Regions from separate parts of the Mus musculus genome. Here all the other regions are linked to region 1. The links are chromatin contacts, called in public HiChIP or PLAC-seq, capture Hi-C and promoter capture Hi-C maps. All regions are on one chromosome and are shown on one strand. The core of a region is the stretch at or near the end of the contact, and the rest is flanking DNA. Distances in the headings are between cores, read along the strand shown.

The links. Promoter capture Hi-C pulls out the DNA fragments that hold promoters and counts their contacts. HiChIP or PLAC-seq counts read pairs in DNA pulled down with a chosen protein or histone mark. Capture Hi-C pulls out chosen DNA fragments and counts their contacts.
Region 2: a contact with region 1 is called in a capture Hi-C map of embryonic stem cells, with 4 times the contacts expected there. The contact joins the promoter of Myo3b here to the promoter of Erich2 in region 1. A contact is called at or near these places in 13 of 39 promoter capture datasets (the 3T3-L1 cell line, 3T3-L1-derived adipocytes, the HPC-7 cell line and 8 more), 1 of 15 datasets of contacts at CTCF or cohesin (large pre-B cells) and 2 of 9 other capture datasets (embryonic stem cells and pancreatic islet).
Region 3: an H3K4me3 HiChIP or PLAC-seq map of embryonic basal ganglia shows a contact between it and region 1, with 5 times the contacts expected there. The contact joins the enhancer-like site here to the promoter of Erich2 in region 1. A contact is called at or near these places in 14 of 39 promoter capture datasets (the 3T3-L1 cell line, the C10 cell line, HPC-7-derived erythroid cells and 8 more), 7 of 484 Hi-C or Micro-C datasets (the 3T3-L1 cell line, cerebral cortex, cortical neurons and 3 more), 8 of 115 datasets of contacts at active chromatin or transcription factors (embryonic basal ganglia, embryonic forebrain, embryonic hindbrain and 4 more) and 3 of 9 other capture datasets (embryonic stem cells, liver and pancreatic islet).
Region 4: a contact with region 1 is called in a promoter capture Hi-C map of hippocampal neurons, with 2.7 times the contacts expected there. The contact joins the enhancer-like site here to the promoter of Erich2 in region 1. A contact is called at or near these places in 8 of 39 promoter capture datasets (the 3T3-L1 cell line, cranial neural crest, embryonic stem cells and 3 more), 2 of 484 Hi-C or Micro-C datasets (bone marrow-derived macrophages and nephron progenitors), 7 of 115 datasets of contacts at active chromatin or transcription factors (embryonic basal ganglia, embryonic forebrain, embryonic stem cells and 3 more) and 4 of 9 other capture datasets (adipose tissue, embryonic stem cells, liver and 1 more).
Region 5: a contact with region 1 is called in an H3K4me3 HiChIP or PLAC-seq map of forebrain, with 5 times the contacts expected there. The contact joins the enhancer-like site here to the promoter of Erich2 in region 1. A contact is called at or near these places in 15 of 39 promoter capture datasets (the 3T3-L1 cell line, the HPC-7 cell line, HPC-7-derived erythroid cells and 10 more), 4 of 484 Hi-C or Micro-C datasets (cortical neurons, embryonic stem cells and uterus), 10 of 115 datasets of contacts at active chromatin or transcription factors (embryonic basal ganglia, embryonic forebrain, embryonic hindbrain and 6 more) and 4 of 9 other capture datasets (adipose tissue, embryonic stem cells, liver and 1 more).

What each region holds. Positions count from the first base shown.
Region 1 is chr2:70,506,603-70,512,481 of GRCm38.p6, forward strand. It overlaps Erich2 (glutamate rich 2), which reads left to right and starts at 2,217. Exons shown (of 13, transcript NM_025744.2): 1 at 2,217-2,963; 2 at 3,054-3,099. The coding sequence starts at 2,501. The region is part of intron 1 of Gad1os (glutamate decarboxylase 1, opposite strand); the gene reads right to left.
Region 2 is chr2:70,035,561-70,041,439 of GRCm38.p6, forward strand. It overlaps Myo3b (myosin IIIB), which reads left to right and starts at 3,566. Exons shown (of 35, transcript NM_177376.4): 1 at 3,566-3,592; 2 at 3,738-3,780. The coding sequence starts at 3,586.
Region 3 is chr2:70,110,350-70,116,228 of GRCm38.p6, forward strand. All of the region lies in intron 7 of Myo3b (myosin IIIB), which reads left to right. Among named protein-coding and RNA genes, the nearest start is that of Myo3b, 74 kb to the left of the region's middle. Within about 2 kb of position 3,667, at least 39 of the 459 cell types and tissues checked have an H3K27ac peak or open chromatin away from gene starts, as enhancers often do. A contact at or near this core is called in embryonic basal ganglia, embryonic forebrain, forebrain and 1 more, where this site is marked.
Region 4 is chr2:70,165,165-70,171,043 of GRCm38.p6, forward strand. All of the region lies in intron 8 of Myo3b (myosin IIIB), which reads left to right. Among named protein-coding and RNA genes, the nearest start is that of Myo3b, 130 kb to the left of the region's middle. Within about 2 kb of position 3,662, at least 39 of the 459 cell types and tissues checked have an H3K27ac peak or open chromatin away from gene starts, as enhancers often do. A contact at or near this core is called in embryonic basal ganglia and hippocampal neurons, where this site is marked.
Region 5 is chr2:70,206,992-70,212,870 of GRCm38.p6, forward strand. All of the region lies in intron 9 of Myo3b (myosin IIIB), which reads left to right. Among named protein-coding and RNA genes, the nearest start is that of Myo3b, 170 kb to the left of the region's middle. Within about 2 kb of position 3,715, at least 29 of the 459 cell types and tissues checked have an H3K27ac peak or open chromatin away from gene starts, as enhancers often do. A contact at or near this core is called in cortical neurons, forebrain and hippocampal neurons, where this site is marked.

The DNA.
Region 1 (5,879 bases), core at 967-3,466:
TCTCACAGTTACTGTTTAACTCTTGCATCTCATGCCCAGAACGCAGCCTTATTCTCAGCTCCCAACAAAGATGCTCAGAAACAGTGAATTGGCAGAAGAAAAGTTAGAAATTTCCAAAGCAGGGGCTGTCTGAGCAAATTAAGTGAGTTGTAATATATATCACCTATTTGCCATTAAGATATTTTGAACACTAAAGACATTGGGAAACATTCAAGAGAAAATGTTAAACAACAAAAACCAAGAGTGCCAACAACAGAGACCATCAAATACAAATGTCAGTAAGTAAACATGTGCCGGAAGTAAAAGTTAATATGTGCACAAAAGAGGGCTAGACGTAAAGAATAGAACTGATCACAGAGGTTCTTACTGGGCAGCAGAATCCTGGGTAGTTTACATTTTTATGGTTGTGGTTTTTGGTATGTTGTAAATTGTCCATCGTGAGAGTGTATCGGTAACCCTGGGTTTTCATTTGTAAAAGAGCTTGCTTGTTTTTTCATTGCTCAGCATTAAGCCCAGGGCTGTAGTGTGCTAGGCAAGTACTTTGCCACTAACCTACATTCCAATCCCTATATTAGTTTTATACTCAGAAAACACTAAATGTTATTTAAACATGTTTTTGTATCGTGCTCTGCTAACATTCAGATCTATAATAAAAAATAATTACCCATTAAAAATCGAGATGGGGCTCGGATTGTCGCTCCGTAGGAGACTGCTCGCCTAAGGTATACAAAGTCAGGGATCCAATCCCAAGGATGGGCTAAAACCCGAAGCACCATAAGTAGCTGCTACGGAGGGATGTAGCTGTAGCTGTAGCGTTTCCAGGAGCATTTCCTTTCACTTCTTTGTTTTGTTTTTCGAGACAGACCGGCCTGGGCTCAAACTCAGAAATCCTCTGCCTCCCGAGTGCTGGGACTAAAGGCATGTGCCACGACCTCCTGGCTCCTTTTGGCTTCTTTAGAACAACTCCTCACTAGGGAGATGCTTTAGATAAACTTATTCAGTGTCTAAATGCATAAGCCAGAGCTTAACTTTGCTTTATATTTGAGCATTGTGTCAAAAACCAACTTCTGCATATAGGTTATAGAGATGGGTGAATTATTTCTGATGTTATGTAAATGAAGACGAAATGTAATGCTTTTTCATCAAAGTGAAATATAACGACCATTGTGGAGTTGAATAAGCATTGGGCCAGGTACTCTGCTGGAATGGCCTTGATTCTTACTGTTACCTGAAAGTTGGCTATTTTCTTTAAACGCATAATACATCAGAATGGAAGCTATTACCAGAGTCACTTGTCAGATGTCATTTAGTCTGTAAAGAGTTTCTCTCTCCGTGTTGTGAGAAATAGGAACCATAGACACACCCTGAAAACCCTGCAGTTTGTAAACTGGTTTGGGCTCATCCTTTTCTATGTAGGGGGAAGAAAGAGATAGTCTAATCAGGTCAGCTTGATGCTTACACTTCCTTACAGAGGGACAATGTGTGCAACAAAGGCGCCATTCTCTACTGAGCAATGCCAAGCAAATTTAACAAAACTGAGGTTTTAAAACATAATAAAGAAATACACTTTCCCTTTGCCTTTATGGAGAAAGATCTTGGGTAAAACTCAAGACTCCTGACATGTACAATTTTCCCTTCCCTGCAATAGCAGAAGTCGGGGCTTGCTGGGCCCTCACCAGACATGGCCTGCAGTTGTCAATGATTTCATTGAGTTCCTTAAACTTTCATTCTAGAATTTCCCCCTCAATGCTTTCCTATCATCCATGACTCAAAGAGATTTAGAGAGTGCCTGGAAGAATGAATCAGAGGATTTAAAAACAACGGAAACTTTCTGTATTCTTGGTTCAGAATGATTTCGCTGGTTCTATTTTTATAATAATGTCAAAATTGAATCCGTTTTTCTATACATTAAAACGTACATATTTTAGCCATCAGATAAATTGCATGTCCCCAGAGGGCCCTTAAGAAGGTGATTATATCTCTTATATTCTGGCCACTAGGTGAAATTCGAATGCAGTTTTGATTCCAACAGACGGGTCCCCTTCAAAACTCGTTGCCTAGCAACAAGTTCTCTGTGTCCAAGGAGAGAAGTTACCCATTTCCCCCCTAGAAGATAAGCTTGAGAGAACATTGAAATTTTCTAACAGGGCGCTCTCCCACCCTCTTTTGTGACCGAAGCAGTGAAGCATAAGACCTCTAAAGGGCTGAGGTGCTTCAGTAGCAGCCCGGGCACAAAAGGAAACCCAGACTTGGCCCGGGCTGGGTGGGAAAGGCGAGTCTGGTTCTAAACACCTGAACCGGATCCCTAGGAGAACTGATGTCGAGGTCCCCAGGAAACCCATAATCTTCTCGGGGCGATCTCAGGTGCAGGGGATTTTTGTTCATTCAGATCCAGAGGCACCCAGCCCTCCCAACTCAAGGCATCTTTTCTTCCACAAGTTGTAACCCCAATGAGGCCACCTCGCCCTTTTCCCTCCGCCACCTAGAGTCAGGATCAGGTATGGACACCGACCTTCCAGTCACCCTGTCTCCGGCCTTTCTCAAAGTAACCAGGATACGTGGTCAAGCCTGCCCCAGGGTGTGCGCCCCTAACTTGCCCCGCAGCGCGACGCCCAGTTCCTCCGGACGCTGGGCCACCCGCGCCGCCCGCTCCGCCCTTCGCGTGGTTCCAGCAGCTGGAACAGTTCCCGCTCCGCTCCCGCCCCGCGCTCTGCGCCCCGCCCCGGGCCCGCCGCGCTCCGCCCCGCTCGCCCCTCCGCTGCGTCGGGCTGTCCAGTCGCTGGGCAGCTCGGGTGGTTCCCGGGGCTCCTCCCGCAGCCCGTCCGGTCTCCATGGCAACGCGGCGTCCCAGGCTCGCAACTCGGAACCCACCGCGAGTGCGGAGCGGGGCTGGCCTTCCTGGTCTGCCCTTCGAGGAAACAACTTGGCAGGGCGGCCAGAGGGTAAGCAGCAGTGTGGTGACTGTGAGTAATTTACCCACACCCCTGGGAGTGGCGGGTCCCAGCCCGCACCTCCGACAACACTTAATCCTAAAAATGTATCTACCACTCCAGGTTGGTCCTGTGGAACCGCACGGCTGTCGAAATACTGCCCGAGAAGGTAGGATGCTCTGCTGAGAGGAGGGAAAGTCTGCCTGTTTAGGGGTATCTCACCCTACCGCCAAAATGAAAACCGTCATGTCCTATCCTAGTACTTCCAGCTCCGCCCCGTTGTTCGCTATTCTTTTACTTTTTCAAACAACTTAATGGTTTATGAGGATGAGCACACCCCCCCCCCCCCCAGGCATGCTCTCTACCTATAACTTCTTTGGCTCTGTGAACTTTGCCCCCCCTGGATCTCCCAGGAGAAAGGTTCGCACTACGAACTGCCCCTAAATCCAATCTGGACGACTTGGAATATCCAAAAATCAAGATTTTGACTTTTGACTCCTTGCACTACTCTGCATCACACCCAAAAGCATTTAATTGATAAGTAGCACGGTGACACCGGTACTGTAGGTGACTTGCTGAGTCTGTTTGTTCTTATCCCAAGATCTTTGCTTTTTACAAAGAGATATGAAGAAAATGCTTTAAATACTTTGCTTCATTCTCCTAAAAACTAAAGTCAATGGCTCCCGAATCCGTATGTATGTATGTATGTATGTATGTGTGTATGTATGTATGTTACTAGGGTTTGGGGGTTTGTTTTGGTCTCCAGAAAACAACATCGGTAGAAATGATCTCTGTTGAGTTTCCAGAGCTAAATTCCAACACTAGGGATTCCCACTGCACCCTCTCCACCATTCCGGTCTCTCGCTCCTGCCCTGCAGTGAAGCTGTGCTCCCTGCTTCCGTGTCCAAGCAGTCCCAAGTTCTATTAGAACTGCCAAGCACACGGTTCAGGACTCTCCTTACAAGGCCGAGCGATGGGTACTGACAGCATCAGGAGGAGCTGAGGAGTTTACTCCTATCCCAGTTAAGTTCTCTTGTTATGTATGCTCATCTGTGCAGGAGTCACAGGGTAAGTGATTGGTTGACTCAAAATTACATGATCTGTTGAAGTTTGAACACAGGCTGCCTCCAACAAGCTATCGTCCTGTCAAGGAGGAAAAACACTGTTTATATTTTAAGTATTTATGGGTATAAGTGATGTGTTGTAGAAATTTTACATTTTAACCTGTGGTTTTTGTCCCACCTTTAACCATTTAGTTTTCAGACAAAACACATACCCAGCCTTTATATTTATAATAAGCCTTAGTCAGCACTAGAGCTAGGCAGATATCTCCCCTCTATGTTATTAAAAAATTATTTCTATCAATAACCCCAAGTTATTATTTACTGGGTTTTTATCTGGGCTACTCTTAACTCTAATTGGCCAGCTCTCAGGGCCATGTTTATTTTGACTCTTAACCCATGGTGTCTTCCTCCTCCTTCCCCACTTCTTCTCCCTCTCTTCACGGTCTCCCCCCAAGCCCCAGACTGGGAACTTCAAACACCACCTATATCTCTTCTGCCCAGCTACAGGCTGTGGGCATCTTTAGTCACCAATCAGAAATAACTTGGGGACAAGGTCATATGGTGTCACTTGGGTTTATTTGCAGGCTTTTTTTTTTTTTGTCTCTGGGACAACCAAGTCTTGGAGACCCACACTTAGCATTACAGTACATACCAACAGACCAAACCTCAACAATTTTTTTGCCTAATTAAAAAGGCTTTAAAAAATATAAATTGAATATAATTATAATTATGAAAATTATAAGGTTTGATATATATTTATAACATCCAGTCTATTATATTTGGCAATTTAGATAAAGTATTTTTTATCATTTATCTATTTTGGTGAGTTAGAATTTTGCATATTAATTATTTATTTTTTAACCTGTATTATCATTTTAAAAGCATCCTAGAACATTTTTTTTATTTTAAATAAGTTTAGTTGTGAGATAATAGTTATTTATTTAATTCCATCAGAAATTTGAGAAGGAATAAATATTATTTGAGTAGGTAGGAAGTGCACGAATACAGTTTTTAAAAATTATAGAAATGACAGAGATAGCTTATCACTGGGACAGTCTCCAATATTTTTTATAATGTTGGAGCAGCTGTCTTTAGCCTTCTGGCCCAGAATATTTGACAGACTTTAAGTGGAGCAGGAATTATGAAGGACTAGCTTACTCTGTCTTGGCAGAGTTTAGTAGTTGATTTTTTTTTTTTTGGTCCAGTGGCTAGCCTGCCACAATGGAAGCGACTTTCTATGTAGGTTAGCAGCAAATTTGTCTCATAGTCAAAAGATTTTTTAATAATTTTTTAGATGTCATATTTTGTGGGTCTTTGATACTCTCAAAGACCATTTGTCTATTCATAGTCTATCTGAACCAGTAAACACAGTCTGTTTTTAGCCATTTATTAAATATATAACCCAGGATATATATTTTGTGATAATTTAGAGTAGTATCTAATATGACTATGAGTTTGATTGATTGTTTGATTGACTGTAACTTGTATTATTTAATTATTCTAAACAATTTCTAATAGTAGTTATCAAAAAGGTTAGGGTTAAGCCTTATATTTTAAAATGAGTATTATAGGTATAATGTCTAACAAAAATAATCTTAAACTTTGTATTAATAAACAAAGATTTATATCAATGAAAACCTAACCTGTATCAATATATAAAACTTTGTATTAATATAACAAAATATAACCTTAATTTTGTATTAAAATATAAAGATTTTTATTAATATAAGATTATGACTATAAAATGGTTTTGTATGTTTTTTTGTGACAGGATTGTTTTGTTTTCCAAGAATTCACTCTGTAGATCAGGCAGGACTTGAACTCAGAGATCTGCCTGTCTCTGTTTCACAAGTGCTGAGATTAAAGGCATGTGCCACCACTGTTT
Region 2 (5,879 bases), core at 2,316-4,815, 470 kb before region 1:
AGCTGTTTACACACCACCCACCCTATCCTGGGAGCAAAGTCTGAAGATAGGAGTCTATTAAAGTTGGGAAAGGACTTTTGTCCGTACAAATCCCTGCTGCTGGGGAACCCAGTGTCTTGGCAGTTCTATGTCAGGGGCCAGGAAAAGACTGAAGCAGCAGGGCTCTTTCTGACTCAGTGCTCAGGCTCCTGGGAACAGTTGGGATTTCTGCTGTTTAAGGAATTAAATGGTTGGAATCTCACTCACCCAGTGATAATACTCCCCAAGATGGTGCTGAATGTTGTGCAAGGGAGTTTCTCCTGGTGTAGAGAAATATGGGGGCTTCAGGAAGAGAAGGAAGAGGAAGAGAGACTCGCTTTTTGAGACGCTTATTCAGGGTTGAGGATTGTGGGGTCTGGCAGCTGGCACTCCCCTTGTAAGACAATGGGTCCACTCCAAACTAAGCCTGTGGGGCAGGGTTTTCTCTGGGCTGGGGAGAGGCCTCATGTTCCATAATTTTTTTTGTAAGAATGAGGTGTGTGTGTGTGTGTGTGTGTCCGTGTCCGTGTCCTAGGGCTTTTCTGCCTCCTGCTACCCAGGAAGATTTTCCTAAGTTAATTGACATAAGTGACTGATATTGTATGCATTCAAGTGATGTTTGATGAAGGAGTGAAGCACATAGAACTAACTCTAGGAGGGGGAGAGAGAGAGAGAGAGAGAGAGAGAGAGAGAGAGAGAGAGAGAGAGAGAAGCCACCAGCCTAATTGATGTAGAACATGATGAGAGACACCAGATCACAGAAACCAGATGAAGAAAAGCAAAGCAAGAACAGTAAAGCATCCAAGAAGCCACATTGGTTGGGACAAGAGTTGGCCTGTGTCACTCACCACAGGCACATTGTCAGAAACGCACCTGGACAGCTACATCTTATCCCACTACACCCAGAAGTCATGCACACTAGTTTCACAGGAAGCTCTAAAAGTGTCTAAACTCTCAGATATGTAAGAGAGAAGGCAAGTAGACAGGCAGGAACTACTGGCAGGTGAAGAGACTAATTGAAATGATGATTGCAATGGTCCTAAGAACTCCAAACTGAATTCTGGGCCCATTTAGTATAGCGTTAAATGATCCCTGTAGCCTGAAGTCTTTTCTAGATGGGACCAGTTCTCAATATTTTTTTTTTTTGGTGACTCTGAGTTCCTAGACTAGATGTTATAGTCAGTTTGCTTTGTCGTGGAAATTGGAATATATTTGTTCAGAAAACTTTTTGCTTCATAGAAGTGAAATTAAAAAAAAAAGTTTCAATGATTAATCTTGCAAGTCCATGAAAACGCATTCACCTAACATGACTCAGGGGACAAGGTTCAGCTGGAGCACAGGTGTGTTTGGGTTTAAATCAGTCTATTCTCGATGCAAATTATATTTCCTGTTTTCAGAGGTATAATTTGGGATTTTGTACAGGTGTTTGAAAATAGCATCAATATGATTCATGCAGAAATGATTCAGAACCACAAGGACTGAGCTGTCACCTGGAATTCATGCAGGTTACTAACAAATGGCTGGATGGATGAATCTGCTACTTTTCAAATTAAAATGAGGGCTCTAGAAGTAGAATTTGAAGCCTTTGATCCAAATTCCAGGTTGCTAGCTTGCTTCTGGGTTTGTTTTGACTTACTGCTATGCTGGACTTTTTGTTGCTGTGACCGCATGCCTGGTAGAAGCAACTTGAGAAGGATTTGTAGAGCCTGACAGTCTCAGAGGTCTCTGTTCACCACAGCATAGCACTGCGGCAGAGTCAAGAGCTTGCTCACACCACGGTAGTTGTGAAGGAGGGGGACCGGCCACTGGCTGGTTCCCTCCTTTTAGTCTATCCAGGACCCGACCACCAGATGGCGCTGTCCACATCCAGGGTAAATTCATCTTAAAAAAAAAAAAACACTCAGAGACCACTCATAGACAAAAACATGGTGCTTCTCAATCTAACCAAGTTGGTGGGCAAGATTAACAGTGATGGCGATGTCCTCTGTTCCCTGGACTCTTCTCCATGCACAGTGAGCGCTAGTTTGGGCTTAGGATGAACCCGATAGAAGAGCTTTACAGAAAAGATGGGAAGAGAGGAAACACGGACCACACAGGAAACAGAGCAGCAACCAGAGGATGGGGACCAGAGGAACTTCAGGTCCTGGGAAAATGGAACAGACATAGGAAGAGGAAGTTGACTGGTTCCACTAAGGATCAAGATGGATAATATTATGGTCATGATTACTATGGCAACATGGGATATGAATAGGCTCCATAATATATAACATATATCATAACATAATATATGTTAACAAAGTGTGCTAATGAAATAATGTCAGCCATACTACTGGCTGCAAGTTCCAGCTTTCTCTATACTTCTAGAACCTGCCTCAAAGGGTCCCTAAAGGGCTAGCACTTGCTGGCTGTAGCTCTTCTCAGAGGTTAGGTAAAGCTCTGTGGTACCTACCTTAAGAATATCAGAAATAATAATAATAACAATAATAATGATGATGATGATAATAATAATAATAATAAATTAGCAAGGTCTAGAGGATTGTGCCAGTAATCCCAGTACTTGGGATTACTGAGCCAGGAGGACTGACCACAAATTCAAGGCCAGTATGGGGCACCTAGTGCCCTTGTTACAGAACAGGACCCTGTGATAAGTAAAACAACCCCCCAGTCTTTGGTTCACCCAGTGCTAGGCGGAGGCTGTCTTTTGCAGTGGATGCCTTAGAATTCCCCATTTGTTGTTCAGACACCCAGGGCTTAGTAAGGAATATGAATATCTCTGTTAGAATCACTGCCTGAGTTCTGTTTCCAAATAGACTCTTAACTCAGAAATATGATTTCAAGAAAGACCCAAGCTGAACGAAACCCAGGGATGCCCTTAGTCACGACAGACAGGGCCATGAAGATAGCTGGCTTGGATTCTGGCTTTGGACATAAATGATGAATGTTGGATATGAATTCCTGGAGGTGAGTTTGTATTCTCAAGAGAAACCTGGGCTGCTAAGCCACGAGCAGGCCACCAACATAGGTGCTTAGCTTATGACTAGGACTCTCTGTCTGGAGACATTTCAGGCCTCCCCCACCCCCTTCTTCTCAGTTCCAGTGACAGCACAGAGAGGGGCTTCATAGATACCCATTGCGTGAAGGATATGTGGGCAAACCCACAGGGTTTGTTGAGCAATTGCACTTACAACAGTAAATGCTTTTGAAAATAAGCTTTCCCAGGAACTGAGCCAATAGCACAGGGAGGGGCATTGATGGATGCCCCAACATCCATAGCAGGTCAAGCAGGTACAAGTGGCCCCTTGGGATCTTTGGGACTCTAACGCCTGGTTCCCATCCAGAGTTGGTGCTTGTTGTAGCGCCTCAGCTTCAGCACAGAGCCTGGGCCTCCTCCCTCTGAGCTCCCTTAGGAAGGACCCGCTAACATTCTCTCCCTCTTTACCAGGCCTCCTGCTTCCCAGCGGCCTCAAGTTCTGGCGACTTATTCATTATTCATCTCTTTTCATCCTCGTGCTTGGGAGCAGGGCTTCCCTGCCCTGGGTTTAGTCCCATCTCTGGGCCGCTTGAACAATGGCAGGTAAGGCACTTCCTGCTCTGGCCAGGAATGGAATGAAAACGAATGCCAGACCCTGGTGTCCCGGGAGACCCCAGTGGGTTGACACCAGTCAAGGGCTCCGGTGTCAGGTGTCTGTCCTGATGCTGCTTTTGTTTGTCCCCTGCAGCAGCCTCGGAGGTGAGCGGTGAGCACACAGGAGACAAAACCGGGTAAGAAAGAATGGCTAACTCTTCCTTCCTGCACTCGGGAGAACCAGGCTGAAGCCATCAGATGTGCAGGGCACAGGGGAGCCTTTCTGCTTTTGCTTTATTTGTTTTTATCCTAAAGAAATTTCACACACACACACACACACACACACACACACACACACGCAGACCAAAATCATGTCAACTATTAAAATTAAGAGTTAAAATTAGTGAGGTTCAGTATATTTGATTTAAATGTGATTGAAAATGACTCCCTGTGTATTTAGCCCCCCCCCTTTTTATTTGATGCGTTCTTGTTTAAAAAAAAATTAAGCAACAGCTAGGAATTTTAATGCAATTCCATGTGAGTACTAAGCCTGTAAAATCATTTGCCATCTAACTAGATTTCTGGGTAAACAGTTTGTTCTTTACCCCTAACCGCCCATGTGTGTGTGTGTGTGTGTGTGTGTGTGTGTGTGTGTGTGTGTGTGTTGGCGCGCATGCATAGGGGAAAATGAAACACTGGGGATTGAACCCAGGGTCTTGTGACTGCTAGGCAAGTGCTCTTCTTGACACTAACCTCCCAGTCCCTTTTCTATCAGATCTCGTTGAGACAGATCTATGTGGCTCAGGCTAGCAAGGAACTTACTATATAGTTCAGGCTGGTCTCAAACCTTCCACCCTCTGCTTCTGCCTCCCAAGGGCTGGTGTGTTCCGTAATGGCTCAGCCCTGCTGCTGTCAGACTCAGAAATTTCCAAGTTTCTGTTCTTCAAGGCTGTTTGCAATCATCCTCCCTGAGTGATACTGAGAGGCCGTGTTCAAGAGAGCCACAGTCAAACCTCTGCTGAGCTCGACTCCTGTTGCTTAGACCTTGGGCGCTCATGCGCTTCTCTGGGTGCTCAGATGAGATAATGCAGAGTTTTGCTCTGTAGCACAAAATGTTTGGCCTGCAATGAGTCCCATGACATATCCCAAGCATAGGGAAAGGATGGAAGTCTCCTTTCTGATTGCTATAGGCTATATAGCACCCATCCCCACCTTCCCCACTTCCTGTTCCACCAAGGCCGAGGAACAACAGGCTTGTGGAGGGTGGGTCACATCTTTAAGATGGTCATGGTGAGAGCGCTGTTAGGGTAGTGAAGGGAGAGACCTGTGGATCTCCTTATTCTTATTATAATATCTGCTTTTGGGTGGCCTTATGACATTATGCTGGCTACAGTCATCCCCAGAAGAAAGAAGATGAGGGAGGGCGTCTTCATGCCACGTAGTCGGGAAGCTTCTTAAAATTAATTAATTAATAATAATAATAATAAATATTTTTTATTCTTTGAAAATCCCATGCCTTTATACAATGTATGCTTACCACATTCCTCTACCACTACTCCCTTCTGAGCCCCCATGTCTCTTCCAGTGCCACGCCCTTTTTCTTTTGTTATCAATAACTCCCAAGTCCAATTAATGGTGTGTGGCCATCCAGAGTGATTTTCCCTCTCTCAGCCCCCACCAACTGCCATCAATGCTCTTTTGATAGCAGTGGGGTCTCAGGTCCCCCTCCTCAGGTCATGCTGGAATTTTGACTGCTGCGAGTTGGTGTGTATGATACAGACAGTGTATATAGATGATATCCTCTGTGGATGTCAGCAGCTCACAGCTTGCCTCTCCATCTGCTGGCTCCTGCATTCCCTTATGAATGTGTAAAGTTTTCTGAGACTTGGAAGGCGAGGCTGATACAGGTGGGCACTAAGAGTTATTTATACTTAGTACTTTAACAAGGTATGAGTTTCTATATTAACTACCATGAAATAAAAAGGGAAACTTTCTCTCCAAAATTGAGAGCAGCCTAAATCTGTGGGTATAAACATGCATATTCAGAATGCAGTTTGGTAGCATGGCCGTTTAGCAAAACAACACTAGATTCTGCCCTCCATACTATGGTCTCCTAAGCCATGGACTTTTGGCCAGGTTTACAGCACCAGGCACAGGATCCCTTCTGTGGATCAGAATCCCTCATGTCTAATTAGAAAGCAATTAATTACCCCCATAACCCTCATACCACCATTGTGTCAGTGGGTACATCTCATTAGCAGGTCAGTATTGTGGCAAACAGGGGCCAATCATAAAG
Region 3 (5,879 bases), core at 2,417-4,916, 390 kb before region 1:
GGCCCAGAGTAGGCGCTCAATGCATATTTGCTGGATGAATGAACATTTGGTGAGGAAGCCAGAGGGATCAGATGAATGGACTGCACCTCAAGGAAGGCACCAAAGCTATTGGATTGGCAAATACCTCCTTAGATTTCAAGTGATGTGTCCTGAAAGGGACGCTAACCAAAGATGTGCAGCTCGTTGAGTGGCATAATGTGGAAGGAGGTACTCCTGTTCTAATCCCAGCAAACTGCTTCTCTTTGTCCCTGTATTTCTTTTAGACAGGAGCAATTCTGGGCTAATATTTTTGAGATGAGTAGGTGACCCCATTTCTCAAATGGGGGCTGTGCCTAACCTCTGGATATGGTCTCTACAGGTTCGCTCTCTCCTTTGTTGGGCATTTCAGCTAATGCCATCCCCGTTGGGTCCTGGGAGCCTCTTGCTTTCCTAGCATCTGGGACTTCCTAGTAGCTACCCCCAGTTCCCTGTCCCCCCACTGCTACACACCTCTATTTGGTTTTCTGACCCTCTGTACTTCTCCCCCATCATCCTCATACCTTATTACTGAAATAGAGTATCGCTTTCCCCAGCCAAGCTTCACTCAGCTCTGTGGCCCTGCATATACACCCACAGGAACAACGTCCTATTTGTGAGATCAGTGAGGCAAGCGTTTATGCAGTCTTTGAAAAGTACAATCAGTAATGGTTCAAATTAGCATTGTCTGCATGTGAAGCCTAAATGCAATATTGATTGTATATGCTTTCCCTTCAGTTTGTGTGAATAAGTGGATTTAGATTAAATACAGCAACAGTGCCTGCCCTAACAAGGCTAGTGGAATCAAACTTGCAGATGGCCTATACTTTATTTTTAAAAGACCACAAAAATACCCTTGATCTTATTTTATTTCTGAGAAATTAAACCATTATTTCCTTCTATTTTGATGACACCAATGTAAGTGTGATATTTTAATTCAAGTGGGCTATCCTACGAACCAGGTAGTTAACAGAATGTGACCATATCACAATCAAATGTTGACAAGATGTCAAGACTCACAATTCACTTGGGCTGTGAGAAGCTATAATCAACATCTCTAGCCTTTTCCCCTCGGTGCCTGGTGTAGGCACTGCTGACAAAGAAAAATACTGGTAAAGCACTGTCAACTGAGCAATGTGTGTGAGGCAGGATGCTAACGGTGCGAATACTCTGATACATACTGCTGGGGAGCAAATTGCTGAAGAGAAGAAGAAAGAGGAGGAGGAGGAGACGGAGGAGGAGGAAGAGGAGGAGGAGGTGGAGGAGGAGGAGAAGAAAGAGGAGGAGATGGAGGAGGAGGAGATGGAGGAGAAGGAAGAGAAGGAGGAGGAAGAGGAAGAGGAGGAGGAAGAGGAGGAGGAGATGGAGGAGGAAGAGATGGAGGAGGAAAAAGAGGAGGAGAGTCCCTACATAGAAAATATGTTTTAGATTGCCATGAGAAAAATAATCTAGACAATAGAAAACTATTTTCATATGATAAGACCAGGGGTTGGAGATTCCAGAGTTCATGATTCTGCCCCTCAATAGAGTCACCAAAGTCCAAGATCTTTTTTTTTTTCTCTTATTCTGAAGATTGAGGTTGGGACGCAGGCAAATGCTCTACCACTGGGCTCCACTCCCAGCCCTGAAACTCCAGTTTTCAAAGTCTCCCTGGCTGTGATTGCTACGAGCTATATGACTTTATTGTCCAGGGACTTCCTTGGTGGTGGATGTATAGGCACAGTGCCTGTGATGAGCTGAGAGGCAGGAGTCACTCCAGCACTTCAACAGCCCCTGGAAAAAGCACCGTGTGTGGTAAGATTCCATAGAAGCCTTCCTTGACTCCATTGCACCAATCCTGGAGTCAGATGTGCACATCTGTGAAAGTTTGCTAGTGGCATGGAGCTTAACTTAACTCAGCACCGCAGAAATGGGCCCTCTCTTAGTCTGGGGTTTGGTCACAGTGTCAATGGTTCTAAGGCTCTCAGGTAACTGCTTGGGTCCCCCTCTCCTTCAAGCCTTGTATGTCACAGGTGCTTGTTCAGAGTGACTGTACACACACATGTGCACTCACATGCATGGGTGCAGACACACATGAATAGACACATACACACACATGCACACAGACATACACGTGTGTGAACACACACACAAACACACACTCACACTCACATACCACATGAGTGCCTGTCTCGTGTCTGGTCTGTGATTTTAGCTAAGGTACCTTTGTGTGTGTTGAACACAAACAACTTCTCATTGTTTCTTTTCTCCTATACTGCCTCCAGATGGTTGGTTTCTCTATCAGTAATATTCATATAATGGCAGCACCTTACATTTGTATAGAGTGTTTGTATATGTTATTTTATAAACACACAGACTCATCTGTGAGATGCTTGTTAGTACGACTGTGAGTGTTATGAAGAACCCAATACCTGGTCTGGCCAAGTGCCCAGGGACATGGGATAGGTATATGAGCGGGTATATGGCTGGAATCTATCTTTTGTGATTCAGTGAACTAAAAGACTTCAGTATAATTCATGCTAGTATCTACATTAGTATCATTTAGCACATATTTATACCCAACAAACACCTGACAATTTCCTGTGGGTAGGAGAAAGAGGCAGAGCCTACTTTGTGTTAGTAATGGGTGAGGGTAGCTGACAATCTACCAGAGTTGCCATCACATCTTGGGAAAAACTGAACAGAATTAAAAGGAGGCAGTGGAAAGAGACAATAGATAGTTGTTCGTGTTTAATACTAAAAAAAAAAGTCTCACATATAGGCAAAAATCAGGAGACCACAGATATCATATGTGTGTGTGTATGTGAAAGTGTTCATGTATGCATTGTGCATGTGTGCATGTGTGTGTGCATATGTATGTGTGTGTTTAGAAATGACATCAGTTTTTATTGAGTTTTTATCTGTAGACTGTGCTGAAGTGACACCATATACTTAGCTGGTGTGTGCAGCTATTAAATATTAACATATCTCCATTCTCTTGAGTTTTCCTCAGCTATGGAGACACCATGCCTCTGCCTGGTACATCCCCAGTCTCTTAACCAACTACAGGGGCAAAGCCTTGGTGAGGAGGGAGAGAGCTTCAGGCCAGCACAGGCAGCTCTTCCTTCTATGGCCGCTGCCACACGCCAGCTAAGTGTTGAATTTCTGGGATATGGAGCTTGCTAAGCATGCGTCCAGCAGGAAGGAAGCCTTCACTCACTGGGACTGGCTCCCACACCCTGACTCTGATAGGTGCCTTTTTATTATGCACTTTTGTTCATTCTCAATGATGGAGATTATTTCCCATCTCACTACTAAGCAAAGTTAAGCTTGGAGATGCTGTGTCCCAGACTGCTTATCTACTAAGTGCTGAAGCCATTTGTGTTCCCAGGCAGTATGAGAGTGCAAACCCCATTTTATAGATGGAAATAATTCTCATGCTTGCTTGGTTTCAAGGGTGTTCATAAGGGATGCTGTGTGTGGGAGATGCGCTCCTGGTAAACAACATGTTTATCCTGCTCATCCAACAAGACACAAAAGTATGGCAGAAGGATGCTCTGAAATGGGAGTTTGAGAGGCATCATTTAAAAAAACTGCTACCTGCAATGTACAGCCTGACTTCATGTTGCAGTTTCAGCCACTGAGAAGCATCCCGTGTAGCCAGACCTGGTGTACTCAGCATCCCCCCCCCCCCCAGGCAGCTAACACCCTGTTTCTGTATTAGAAAACAGACTCCTGAATAAAATAAACATTTGCTTCTTTTCTGAAAAAAAAATTCCCCCCTTTTTACTTCCATCTGCTTGTTGTTGCAAACAAGAGCTAATCAGCAGAGTGGAGAAACAGATGTGCTGTGACGATGCTCTCTGCCCTGCCCAGGGTCCTTGACAGGAACGGTTGCCATAACAACCATCTTACACCAATGCAGAAATAGCGCAAGCTTTTTGCAACCACTCTTGACTTCATTAATTATGCCATTCCTAGCTAAATGATACGGCAATGCCATTTCCTTTGGCCTCGCCAGGAATAGAAATGAGAAATGAGATATTTTTTGTTGAAGGGTTGAAAAAGCCACAAAACATTACAGTTCTGTAAATTTTTTTTTTTTTTTGCCATTATTACCATTTATTTTCCCTAAGTTCCTGCTTGTGAGCTTGGTTCCCAAACAAGTGCTTCGTGCTGCACATGAGGCACTGAGTGCTTTTGATGAGCGTTATTTGATTTAGGATCCTGGGGACCCACCAAGGATGGCGTGGCTGTTTCTGCCCTAATGTTTCTTGCTGGTGAGATAAATACGTCACAGCCAGTAACCATTCTTTGTCCTTGGACAGTGAGGATTGGAGCTGAGATATGTAGCTCCAAACTCTTCAGCATCATCACATATATTTGTATGTATTCATGTGTGTGCACATGTGTGTGCACATGTGCGTGTGTGCCTGTGTGTGTGTGCATATGTATTTGCGTACATGTGGAAGTCAGAGCTTGAAGTTGTGTACATCAATTTGGATAGGCTGGCTGGCTGGTGGGATCCAAGGACGTACCTATTTCTACTCTCCTAGTTTTAAGGTTACAGACAAATGCTACCTTGCTAGCTTCATGTGCCGGGTGCTGAGATTTGAACTCAGGTTCTCATGCTTCCACAGCAAGTCCTTTATTATCGGAGCCACCCCAGTCCCTAAAGTCCTCCTCCTTAAGTCTACAGAAATTGTTGGGATTGGAGAGATGGGTTGTAATAAAAGCACTGGCTGCTCCTCCGGAGGACCAGGGTGCAATCCCCAGCACCCACACGGCAGCTCACAACTGTCCGTAACTCCTGTGACATCCCCATACAGACATACGTGTAGGCAGGCAAAACACCAATGCATATAAAAAGAAATAAGTCCTCAAAAAGAAAAAGAAATAGTTTAATTGTGAGCACTGCTGCTCTCAATAAAATGTTTATGTTTGGTTAATATTTTCATTAAGAAGTACCCGTCTTGATGTCAACCTAAAATGAGCAATAGAGACACCAACTTTCTAAAAGAATTCATCCATCAAGTCATGGTACTATAGTATAACTTATGAATGCAACAGTTATCCAAAGAGACGTCAGCTTGGGGGCACTTTAAAATAGTTTCATATCACCATCATTGTTGTTGTTGTTGTTGTTGCTGCTGCTGTGTGTAAGGGTGCATATGTCACAGTGCACACGTGGCTATCAGAGGACAGCTTTGAAGTCAGTTCTCTCATTCTCTGGGCTCCAGGGATTAAGCAAAGAAATCTGCAGCCGGGCCAGGGCTACAGCTGGACCAGGGCTAGAGCTGAGTTAGGGCTGGTTACATACATACACTGGTTTCAGGGGCTATCCCAGAGATGACATTAGTCCTTTAGCAGAGGCAATATGGGTGTGGCCAGTGTCCTTGGTTAGTGGCTACTTGTTAGTACATTGCTAGATTCATACAGCAAGTAGCAGAGATACCTCCCTGTGGTATCTACGAGGGCAATATGGTATCTGAAAGCCTGTTCTTTACGATACATGGCTCCAACTTACCAGGCTCAGATGTAAGAGGCTTTGGTTTGGTATTGATAATGCACTCTCTCTACAGTCTTGAAGAAAACGTAATATTTCAACGTATCACTAAACATTAAGAATTAACCCCAAAAGAAGATTCTGGAGAAACAAAGTACTTTAAGAGAATAAAAATTTTTGATTGATATGGCTTTAGTTTGGATAAAAAAGAGAACTGGGAGCTTTCTCATGTTACCACTGATGTCAGAAAAGTTGCTGAAGACTAGTGTGAGTGTTCATGTGTGTATGTGGGTGTGCTTGTGCATGTGCTTGTGCGTGTGTGTATGTACTCATGTGTGGAGGACAGACATAAGTCTTCTTTTATGGCTCTCCATCTTAG
Region 4 (5,879 bases), core at 2,412-4,911, 340 kb before region 1:
ACAGGAATCAATTGTTCAAACACATGATCCTATGAGGGATATTTCCCATCCCCAGCTAAGACCCCATCTTCTGACTGTTGTGAATATGCTGATGGGAGCATATGAGTGTATGGATTTGTTATGAGCAGGTGTTTTCAATCCTCTGCTTGTAAATCCAGGCCGGGGGGGGGTGGGGGGGAGCTGCTGGATAGTTCTGAGCTGGATAGTTCTGAGCTGGATGGTTCTGAGCTGGATAGTTCTGAGCTGGATAGTTCTGAGCTGGATAGTTCTGAGCTGGATAGTTCTGAGCTGGATAGTTCTGAGGAACTTTTGAGGAATCACCAAACTGGTTCTCACTATCACTGTGCCGTGCCACATTCCCACCAGCAACGTGTAAAAGCTTCCGTTCCTCTGCAAAAGTTGCTGTTTTCTATTTTTAAGAAAAATTTCAACCACGCCATGGTGGGAATTGGTACCTCACCATGGTTTTGATTTGCATTTCTTTACTAGCTAATGATGTTGTTGGATCTATCTATCTATCTATCTATCTATCTTTTTAATGTACTGCTTGGCCATTTGGATGTCTTCTTTACAGAAATGGCTTTTTTTCTTTTTCTTTTTTCCTTTTCTGTTTCTTTGTTTGTTTTGTTTTGTTTTGTTTTGGGGGGAGACAGGATTTCACTATGCAGCACTTTGAACTTGTCATGTAATGAAGCCGGCCTCAGGTTGCAGGACCGTGCACCTCTGTTTCCCTAGTGCTTAACCTGTCCTCAGGAAGCCCCATGCCCAGCCCCCTCTGCTCATTCCTAACTTTTGTCTTCTGCTGAGCTGTAAGATATTCAGAACACTGAACCTTTATTAGATATGATTTATAAATATGCCAATGCTGTATCCCATGCTGTGGGTTGTCTAGTTACTTTCTTCGCAGCATCCTTCAGATACAACAGAACAAAACAAGCAAAACAGAACTCTACTTTTGGTGGTGTCCAGTTAGTTTTTCCTTTTATCGTTTGTAGTTTGGTGTCACACCTAAGAATCTATCATCAAATCCAAAGTCGTTCAAATTTACCCTCCTGCCGTTTTTCTAAGAGCTTTATAGATGATGATCAATTTTGAATTAATGTTATATATAGTGTAGGAATGGGCACAACTTTATCCTTTGTGTGTGTGTTCAGTTTTCCCTGCAACTTGAAGAGAGAGCTATTCTTTTTCAATTGACTTATCTTGGCACTCCTGTTGAAAACCAATCAGACCTACATAGCTGGGATTGTTCCTAGACTCAGTCCTGTCCCACTGATCTGGATGTCGGTTCCTATGGCAACACCACACAGGTTTCACGGGTATTGCTTCCTAACGTAGAAGTTTAGAATCAGGATTGGGACTATCTGTCCTTATTTTCTAATACTGATTTGGTACTTGGAAGTTTCTTTTTTGTAACCAACAGTATCTTATTCCATCTCTGTCCTTTCCACCACATTTGTGTTATTTGTTTTATTCATAGACAAAGGTCTTCAGGTTTGCTGTGTTTTCCCATGAATCCCTTCCTCTTAAATATCTCTGAGATAGTCTCATGTTTTGCATATTAAATCCCCCCCCATGTATTCATCTTAAATACTTGCTCCTGAGCCATGGTAGTATCTGGGGAGGTTCTGGAAGCTTTTGGAGGTGGGTATACCTGGTGGATGTAGATCACTGGAAGCAGTTTGCTCTCTGCTTCTTCTCTGCCAAGAAGGGAGTAGCTCCTTCATGTTCTTACTGCAATCTCCTGCCAAATACACTGACTGAAGAGATCGTGGATGGAATTCTTTGACATCATGAACTAAAACCAACCAGCCTTCCTCCCTCCCTCCCTCCCTCACTCCCTCCCTCCCTCCCTCCCTCCCTTCCTTCCTTCCTTCCTTCCGCTTGTTTCTGGCACGTGTTTTTGGGTTCTTTTTTGTTGTTTTTTGGTTTTGTTTGTTTGTTTTTGTCACAGCAGTAAGAATTCTTATACTAGTTCCATGGGACAGTAGTAGAAAGATAACATGTGACAGAGATCCTTCTTTGTCTTGTCCAACTGGAACCCCATAGATGGTTTGTTTCTTTTCAAGGGTGGAGCACTAATATTTAATTCAGACCCTGGATTTCACTAAAGTTCTACTCTATATGTTTAGCACATTACTGAGAAAAAAACCATTCAGCAATTGTGATAAACACTGTCTTAAGCCGAGGAAAATGTTCCAACCCCATTGATGGAAGTATTGACGTTTGGTGATTAATAAGGAAGTGCTTTCATTGTGATCTAAGCTAAATCAGTGGGCGAATGTCACTGCAGCAAACCCTGATTGCAAGGATGTTTGGGAGGATTCAAAATGTTAATTTTTGCAAGAGCTAGGATAAGAGAGACTTTTCTGACTGGTTTACATGGGCACTTGATGAAAGCCCTCATTAACCCTTTCCTGCAAGGCTTAAGGTCTGGTTAGATGGTTGTTCCCTGTGGCAGGAAAACCACAACTGCCAGCAACTTGGGGGAGCACTCTGACCTGTAATTGCTTGAGTTCTGGCTGCACCTACACCTCTTGGGTGATTTATACAGTGTGAGGATTTTTCCAACCATACCTACAAACGTTCCAGAGTTATACACAGAGATGGTATTTGTCTTAGATAAGAGTAGTAACTATGTTACCATTTTCCTTCCTCTATTGTTAATAACCGCCATCCTTGCTTTTCAAAATTGTAGAGTGTTTGCTTGTTTTGTTCTGTCTCATTTTGGGTGACAGGAAGCAAGATATTCCAGAGTATTTTGTCAACTAAAAGTGAATTTCTTACTGAACATCGGCATCTCGGGTTCCTATTTTGCCTTTGTCCTCTTGCTCTGATGAGCCATTTCAAAACAGGAATGAGCAGGTAAGACGTCATAGCACACTGTATTTAGTTTAGGTTCCGGCTTCCTCTCAAACAAGGGTCTGGACTCCCTGTGCATGTGAGTTGTGCGGCTGACCCTGTATCAGCCTGAGTATGACTGGGGAGTGCTCCTGCAGTGCTCAGTAAGGACACAAGGGGATCCCCCCATCATCAATCACGGAAGGGAGGAATCTCAAAATCCTCTCCCCTAAACTCACTGAGGAACCTGCTAGCTTCAGCCTGGAAATGCCACTGTGTTTGGAAGGGGAAGGACTGCAGCTGAGTCCTTTGACTTGAAGCTGCAGTGGCACCTGTTCTCAGGGCCAGTCTCCCTCTGAGTGTGAGCTGTCTGTTGTCTGAGCCGCTGACCACATCTCTGCACTCAGAATGTCCTTAAAGAAAAGCTCCAACATAGCTGCCTGGACCCCAGGTTCCATTCTAATGTGAGCGGCTCCAGCTTTTTAAAAGTATTCCCGGGTGGTGGGGGGTTAGACTTGACGCCATTTCGATAGTTTTCCCTCCAGGATCTCTTTTCTTTCCTCTCTCCATGCCCACCCCTTGGCTACCCTCTCATCCTGGCAGCTGCGGGAAGGTTTTTCTCCAGCTGTCCATCAAGTCTTCAAAAGGCAGCCAGAATGTAATTGTGATCCATTTTCTACTCTTCAATAGCTGTGCGTAACACACACACACACACACACACACACACACACACACACACACACACGGCTCAGAATTGCAAGGAGAGAAAGCCAGAACTGCCTCGTGACTCACGCAGAGCCCACACTGGTAATTACTGCCATTCATTATTGGCCCAGGAAAGAGAACAAGGGTCTGGGTGGTTCTAAGGAACCAGAAGCCTACCGAGTAGGGGGTGGGGAATGTGCTTCCTCCCTCCATTTCCAGAAAAATAGCTGTCCATGCTCCTCCCAGAGTTTGAATTTGGCTATGCTTATTTAGTGTGCAGTTTAGAATTCTGCAGTGTGACCACATTCTGCTAAGCACCTCTCCCCAGAAAGCCTTCATAACCTTGAGCAGCACCTGACCTTCCTGTTTGCTTAGATGGGGGTTAAATAGGCTCAGTTTCATTAACTCCTGCATGTATTCAAGTGGCAGCTGTCAGGAAGTCCCAGAGGAGCCAACATCTGTGGGAAGGCTCATCTTGGCAAGTTTGTATACTGCCCTCTTCCCTCTGACCCCCTGTCCTGGAGCACCTTTGTGACCGAGCCATGGCTCGGCCATCCTCTAGCTGGTCTCTAGGCATCCTCGGTGCTCTGCATTCCTTTGTGTGTGGTGCCCTATCGCCTCTCATTAGGTCTTTGACTTATTGGGGACAACAAACCATGGTTAGGAAAGGAGAGGCCATACAAAATCTCATCCCCTTCAGCTCCCAGCCAAGAGTGTCCTCTACTGCTATAGGCAATCCAATGAAGTATTAGGGAACTCATGAGCATCCAAGTAAGGAACTATGTATTTTAAGCTAAATGTCTGGCGATAGCTTGGGGATGTGAGAGGTCCTGACGGGAGACTAAGATCTGAGAGAGTTCTCACAGCTGGGGAATGTTGCATTAGCTTTTCGGAGGGGAAGCTTATCTCTTCACTCCAGGTAGGACACCAATGAGAGGCCAAAGAAAGGATTCCCATATGTCGCCTGTGATCCAGTAACTTCATCGGGCTTGGGTGACTGCCCTAACAGCTGCAGCACCAAAATATCCTGCCTGAGTGAAGGGTGATGGCCCCCCAAAAGCTTCATAGGTAGAGTGCCCTCCTTAAACCCCACAATCTCTAGTACCTGAAGCCAATGGGATGGAAATACCTATGGATGGAAAGGAGGCTCAGGAGGGTGGGCATGGCCAGAATCTCAGGTGAGAGTCAGGTGATCCCCAAATCCTTTTTCTCTCTCTCTCTGAGGGACCATCAACAGGTTCAGTCTTGTGAAGGTTTCCTCTGGATATTCACATTTCTCTGACTATGAGGGGCATGGCTGTCTTAAGCCTAAGGACAGCGTTCCACCGCAGGAGTTCTGTCTGGAATGGAGAGTTTACAAGAACTCTGCTGCTGAGGTTGGGACCGACTCTCTGGAGTTAGATGACAATAAAAGACACATTAATGCTGTTGACATGGTGTTGTCCATCATCACTCAGCTTTGTCCCTGTCCTGTGCTTCATCGGTGTCCCATACACGTGGACTTTATGACACCAGACACACTCTCTCTCTCTGCAAGAACCCATTAGCTGCAGGGAATTAGGATCAGGTCAGGAGGACCTTTACTCAAACTTTGGGAACTGTCAACTTACGCTTCAGGTTACATGCATCTGACAGTTCTTGCTGTCTTCATCTGTTCCTGTTTTGTACTCCAAAAATAGCATGCACAATTTGCCTTTTCTTTGGCTTCTGAAGATGGAAGCATCAGGCCTAAGAAGCAGCATTTAGTCTGTGATTTCTGGGAGCCTGCTTGTGTTGTAGCCTGATTCCTCACACATTTATGACACAGTGTCAGGAATAGCCTAGAGACGTAATGAAGGTGAAGTCTGTCCATTCACTTCTACTCTTTAGAAATGGGAAGAGTTACTCACTCCCCTTACTGAACACCCCCAGCTTGCCTGACCTTCTGTTTAATGTTTTTCATGAGTCATGCTTTGATGTTCATTTGATTTCTGTAGTGAATGCATCATTACAATCCCATTTTACATCAGATGGAACCGAGGCTTAGAACAGTCGGTAACATGCAGTGGATCTGGGAAGTGACTTCAGAACTGACGCACCCAGGCTTGCCCAGTCGTGGCTTCTCTTTGTGACTGAACCTTGGTCCAGACACATAGCTGGAAAGTTTATACTCTTCATCTCTCAGAATCTAAGCAGTCCAATGCAAATGTGACCTCTAGATGACAGGTGCCTGGGCTCACTCAGAGCTGACTCCAAAGCCGATTTAGCAGATTATGATTGACAGGGTTACTAGTAATTATTACTGTATTCATAGGTGAAGTGCTTTGTGAAGTAGCCTCCTTTCATTCCTGTTC
Region 5 (5,879 bases), core at 2,465-4,964, 300 kb before region 1:
TCTGTGTATTCTCATTTCTCCATTCTCAAATCTCACCACAGCGGTGCAGAGTGGACTCTGGACTGAGACACTTATGGGGCACTCTTCCTGCTTATCAGCTGCCTTCCATTCAAGCAGTGGCATACAGGACCACTTGGTACAGTGGCTGACCACAGAACCAGCATTTATTGAGCGCTTGCTTTGCAGCGAGCAATGTATAACCATTGCCTTACTTACTCTCTCAACAATCCTGTTATATATAGATAGATATAGATACAGATATAGATGATATAGAGCAATAAATAGCTCAGTGAATCTAAGTAAAGCTTACATATCACCACATAGCTCCAGGAGTGTTGTATTTGTCTTCAATAACTGACTTAACACATACCACTGTCCTAAAAATCTTAAAAAATATGTCATGCTTGGAAGAATAATGAGTTTTGTCACTGAATGTATTATTTAAATGCATCAACAAATTATTTAGAAAGTGCTTTGCCTATGTGGGCAAATGTTCCCAGAAGGCGTTGACTAGAAAGGCTTATTGACTGATTATATGTCATCAATAACTGTGGAGGGTTGGAATGTTTCAGGTCTGGCTAGGGCCCGGTTACAAGTTATCTTGCTTTGTTTTGTTTTTTGACCCTGGCTGTCCTGGAATTTGCTTTGTGGATCAGACTGGCCTTGAACTCAAGAGATCTACTCACCTCTGCTTCCTGAGTGCTGAGATCAAAGGCATGTGCTTCCACTGCCCAGCTATCTTGGTTCTTTAACAGCCGTCATCCCTGTGTGAGTGACTAACATCCTTGTGGCCATCAGTGAAACCTTTTGGAATGCATTAACTTAATAGACCACTAGGTCTCCTCAACACCAAAACTAATGTCACTGGATAGCATCTGAGGCCTACAGAAAAGTCCCTTCCCCTCTTTGTTGGCTACCTGATGCCTCCCTCAATATATTTGAAAGGCATCTTGACTTATGATTTTTGTTTCGTTATTATAAAACTTCATGGAACTATTACCACATTGGAACATGGGATTTAGAGAAATTTGAGTCTGTGTTCTGGGCCATGGTCACTCATATTTGACTTCAGGACAAGCCATCTTTTTTCTTTTCTTTAAGGTGAGAGCTGTGTCTCTTAAAAATGAATTTGGCAGCTTCTGGATGATCTTGCCCCGACTCTCATATTTTCTATAATCTCCATCTTGTGGAGTTAGCTACCACATCTATCTCCAGTGCTTCTTATCTCCCTGGGCTGGTGAAGCAAATCTTTCTTTAATTTTCACCTTAAGTAAAGACCTCTAAAGGAAGCCATGGTTGGCATCTGATCTTCTGGTCAAGTCTGGTGGATCTTTTGCCAATTCCTGCCATTGCAAAGACCCAAGAGGCTTTGGTGAAGGAGCTGCAAGAGACCTTAGCTGTGCCAAGCAATGGTGTTGATAGCTGCTCCACTGTCCCCTGAGTGAACAGTCCCAGGATCCAGTTCTCCAAGGATGATCGTGCCTTTTCTAGCCCTTTGAACTGGAGGTTGGTATTTGAAAACAGACTAAGAACCTTATGTTTTAGTTGCTATGGTAATGAAATGAGGTAATGGCTTGTGATTTTTGATGCCCTGACTACATCTCATGAGGTGATGACTCAGACAGTAAAGAACTTTCTGTGCAAGCAGGAGGGCTTAAATTCATATCCAAGCAAAACTGGGCACAGCACTACTACACTCCCATAATCTGAGTGCTGGAGTCATGAAGACAAGAGAAACCTCTAGGTCTTGTTGGCCCTTGGGTCAGCCTAGCTGAATCCATGAGCTCTAGATTTGGTGGGTTTGAGAGCTTCTAAGGAAGATGCTTGACTTTGACCCCCACATGCACGTTCATTTGCACACAGATATGCACGTCATATGTACACACATTCACATCATCTGTAGACTACACAATATGAAAAAAATGTCAGTGTAATTGGAAAATGCCTTTCATAAAACCCCCTGCTAAGGTAGTAAGAAACATGGTAACTAAGGACCTGTCCTTACTTACTTACAGGTTACTGCCCTGAAAATGATCTAAGCCCTAGAATACAAAAATTGGGAGATATTTGGGTGAGATAGTTCAGTGAGTAGAGATACTTGCTGTCTGAGTCTGTTGGCCTGCGTTCAGTCCCTCCCTGGGACCCAAATAGTGCACGCACACACTAATGATAATAAATAATAAATTGAATTTGTAAGTTTTTTTTTTTTTTTTGAGATCTTCCTTGGCTGTCACTACATCCAGCAGAGACCATGCTTGTAATAATACATCCATTACAGAAGGTGGCAGTGTCATCAGCAATAGTTAAGCAGCCACCTCCCTCAGCAGGCCTTTCGATGGCTTTTTCTTGGACACACTTCTGCTTACTTGTAATTGGCACCCCCACCCAGCTGTTGGCTGGCCTGCTATAGGCAGGCTCTCCCTCATTTAACACTTTCAGATGGCTCCTCAGGCCTCTCCCAGATGGATTCTGTCTGTTATCTGTCTATGATAGTGTCTCCCATTGGGGGAGGGGGCAGCGTTTCCTTAGACAAATGGTGCTTGAGGATCTCAGATTTGTTTGTTTGTTTGTTTTTTGGTTTTTCAAGACAGGGTTTCTCTGTATAGCCCTGGCTGTCCTGAAAAATCACTCTGTAGATCAGGCTGGCCTCGAACTCAGAAATTCGCCTGCCTCTGCCTCCCAAGTGCTGGGATCAAAGGCGTGTGCCAACTTCCCACAATGCTGTGCTGTCTTAGTCAGCATTCTATTGCTGAGAAGAGATGCCATGACCAAAGGCAACATTTCTAAGAGAAAGCGTTTAATTGGCTTACAGTTTCAGGGAGTTCACCCTTCATCATCATAGCGGGGAACTTGGTGGCATGCAGGCAAGCTTGGTGCTGGAGAAGCAGCAAGGAGCTCTGCATCTGGATCCTTAGGTAGCCTTAGGGCCTGGCTTGGGCTCTTAAAACCTCAAAGCCCGCCTTCAGTAATGTACTTCCTCAACAAGGCCACACCTCCTAATCCTTCTCAGGGAGTGCCACTCCCTGGTGACTAAGCATTTAATATATGAGCCAAGGGGCCATTCTTATGCAAACCATTGCATTTGCTCTTTCTATCTCCTGACTGCTGTACAGACTCTATTCTCATTACAGATTTGCTTCAGAGGGAGATTACTCCCCCCCCCACCCCCCTCCCCCCACCCCCCCGGTTTGAAGCACCCCTCCTGCCTTCTCAGAGCTTTTACCCTTTAGCAGACACAAACCCTTCCACTCAGATTGAAATCTGCACAGTTGCCTGGCTGAGTTTGCTGCCATGTATCTTATTGACTTGGTTCACCTCTTCACTCCAGGCATGAGGTTAGCGTGTAATTCCAGGTCTCAACAGTAGAACCTCAACACATCAATGTAATGTGGCTAAATACTCTAGCACACAGAAAGGGGGCTGTTCACTAAATTCATATAAGCGATAAGCAATGCCATATCCTCCCTCAAACCCCTAACCTTCCCTCCCCCAGCATTAGTCACTGTGGGAAAATGCCTATTGCTGTCAGTCTTGTTTTCCAGAATGGAAATTTTCTTCCAAGTCAGAGCACCATGTGCTCTGCAGCTTAGCCTGTAATTACCATATCCGCAGGAGGATTTTCTCCTCTTGCCAGTCAGGCTTCTGTGTGACAGTGATAGGAGCCTCATGGCGTTAAGTTAAAGTGAGTCACCAGGCAGGGAAATGTTTGGTCGGATCAACAGCAGTTGGGTGTCCTGTACCAATGGGGACACGTAATCTAAGGAGCAAGCCTTAAGAAGGCAGCAGACAGTATGAGAGACAAAATATAGACAAAGACGTGAGAGGAGATGAAAATCGTGGGTTTTGACGTAGCATGGCCCCACTGTGTGGGAGAGGATTGCCTTCTTCTTGGTTTTTCTTTTTTTCCCAAGCTCATTGGTATTTTTAGTTCTTGCTTTTTCAGCTGCGCTATATCAAGTGGGTTTATTCAAGGGTATATCTTGATTGTTGGTAAATGGTTTCCCTGTTCAGGCATCCGGGAGTTTGGTCCTGAAATGTCAGGTGACAGGGACAGCTGCATCCTTAGGACATCGCGCACACACACACACACACACACACACACACACACACACACACACACACGCGCGCGTGCGCGTGCGCGCACATGCACCCAACCCCCATGCCTGGCTTCCCAGTGTCACAGCCCAACATCGTTTGCATCTTGCTTTCTGCCTATTTGGGCTTACTGCAAATACCAGCAACAGCCTGCGTTTAATGTGGGACCACAAATGAATTCTGAGTATTAATCTTCAGCAGAGAAAACATGATGGAAAGAACTAGAATTTCAAATCAGGTGCTGAATTGAATTCCTTCAAGGCTGCAGCCCGCTTCATTTTTCTTCTGGTGGGTTTTCCTATCATATTCAAACTGTCTACTGTGGCCTTGTAAATCTGGGGCCTCTCACTGTTCAGGCTATAAATACAATTTTATTATACTTTGCTTTGGGTCCCTCACCACAGAAAAAACACATCTAAACCTACTTTTTTTTTTTAAGAGATTAAAAAAGCACAGCAGTGGAAGGAAGATTTTACCTGGGATTTTTTAGTTTCCCCAAAGTCGGCCCATGCTCAATCTTATTTTTTCCTTAAGTAAAGGATTCTGAGAAGAACTGACTTGGGCCGAGCAGTGTCCCAGTTTGAGAAACTGTCTTCTATGGAAGTAATAGCTTATGAATGTCCCAGATACAGGGACAGTTAGGGACTTGCGGATCTTGCCTTGGTCTTCTATGGGGAGGACTCATCTCTGACCTTGTTCTAAAAACACAGCACTTATCAGAGTTTACAACAGAATTTCCAAGATGGTATCTGTGGTGTGTGGTTCACTGACAGCAGGGACACAGGGAAGAAAAGAAGGAAAAAAAAAGGGTCTATGGCCAAGTAAGCTTGGAGACATTGACTCAAACAAAATTAAGTCATTTTTAAAAATTCTTAATGCTCATTAAAAACAAAACAAAACAAAACAACAAAAAAAAACACAACTTCTTTAGGGGCTGGAGAGATGGCTAAGAGGTTAAGAGCACTGACTGCTCTTCCAAAGGTCCTGAGTTCAATTCCCTGCACCCACATGGTGGCTCATAACCATCTGTAACAGGATCTGATGTCCTCTTCTGGTGTGTCTGAAGAGAGCAAGAATGTACTCACATACCTAAAACAAACAAACAAACAAACAAACAAATAAATATTAAAACAAATAAACTTTAATGTATTCAAACACATCATGAAACCCCAAACTTACATGTTTTAGAAGATCACTAATGTTTCCCAAACTTTATTTACCAGGAAGCCATTTCTCTTTCTTCTTTCAGTCTCTCCCCCTCCCCCCTTAACAGAATACCAGCCATGACTAGCACTTTACCCAACTTACCTAACACACTGGCTGGTGCCCATGTCCCAGGTCAGCGATCCATGCATTTCATCCCTGCTTAAGCCCTGCGTTGGCTTAACAAATAATCTTGAAATGAGTAAGCATATTCGATTTTCTTAATCTCCCGTGTTTGTGAACTCGCTTGTGAGAAGTGTACAGAAGCTGTCTGGGGTTCCTGCCCACTCTGTTAGTCAGTTTTGTCTTCATTCACTAACTGTCTGCTTGAAAATGATGAGCTGAAAATCTTGATCTTGAAGAGTAGGACATCACTCTTCAAAATCACTAATGATTATTCAAAAACAATAATGATTATTGCTTGGTTAGAGTTGGTAAACAGATGAAGGGCAATAACTGCCCTTAGGCATAAAATGATTATTAATGTTCTATACGTATTAATTAATGCTGGAAATAAATACGGCAGCAGTCACTCCTTAACCAGCTAGCTCCCCAAATAACCACCCAGAGACCTTTTAATA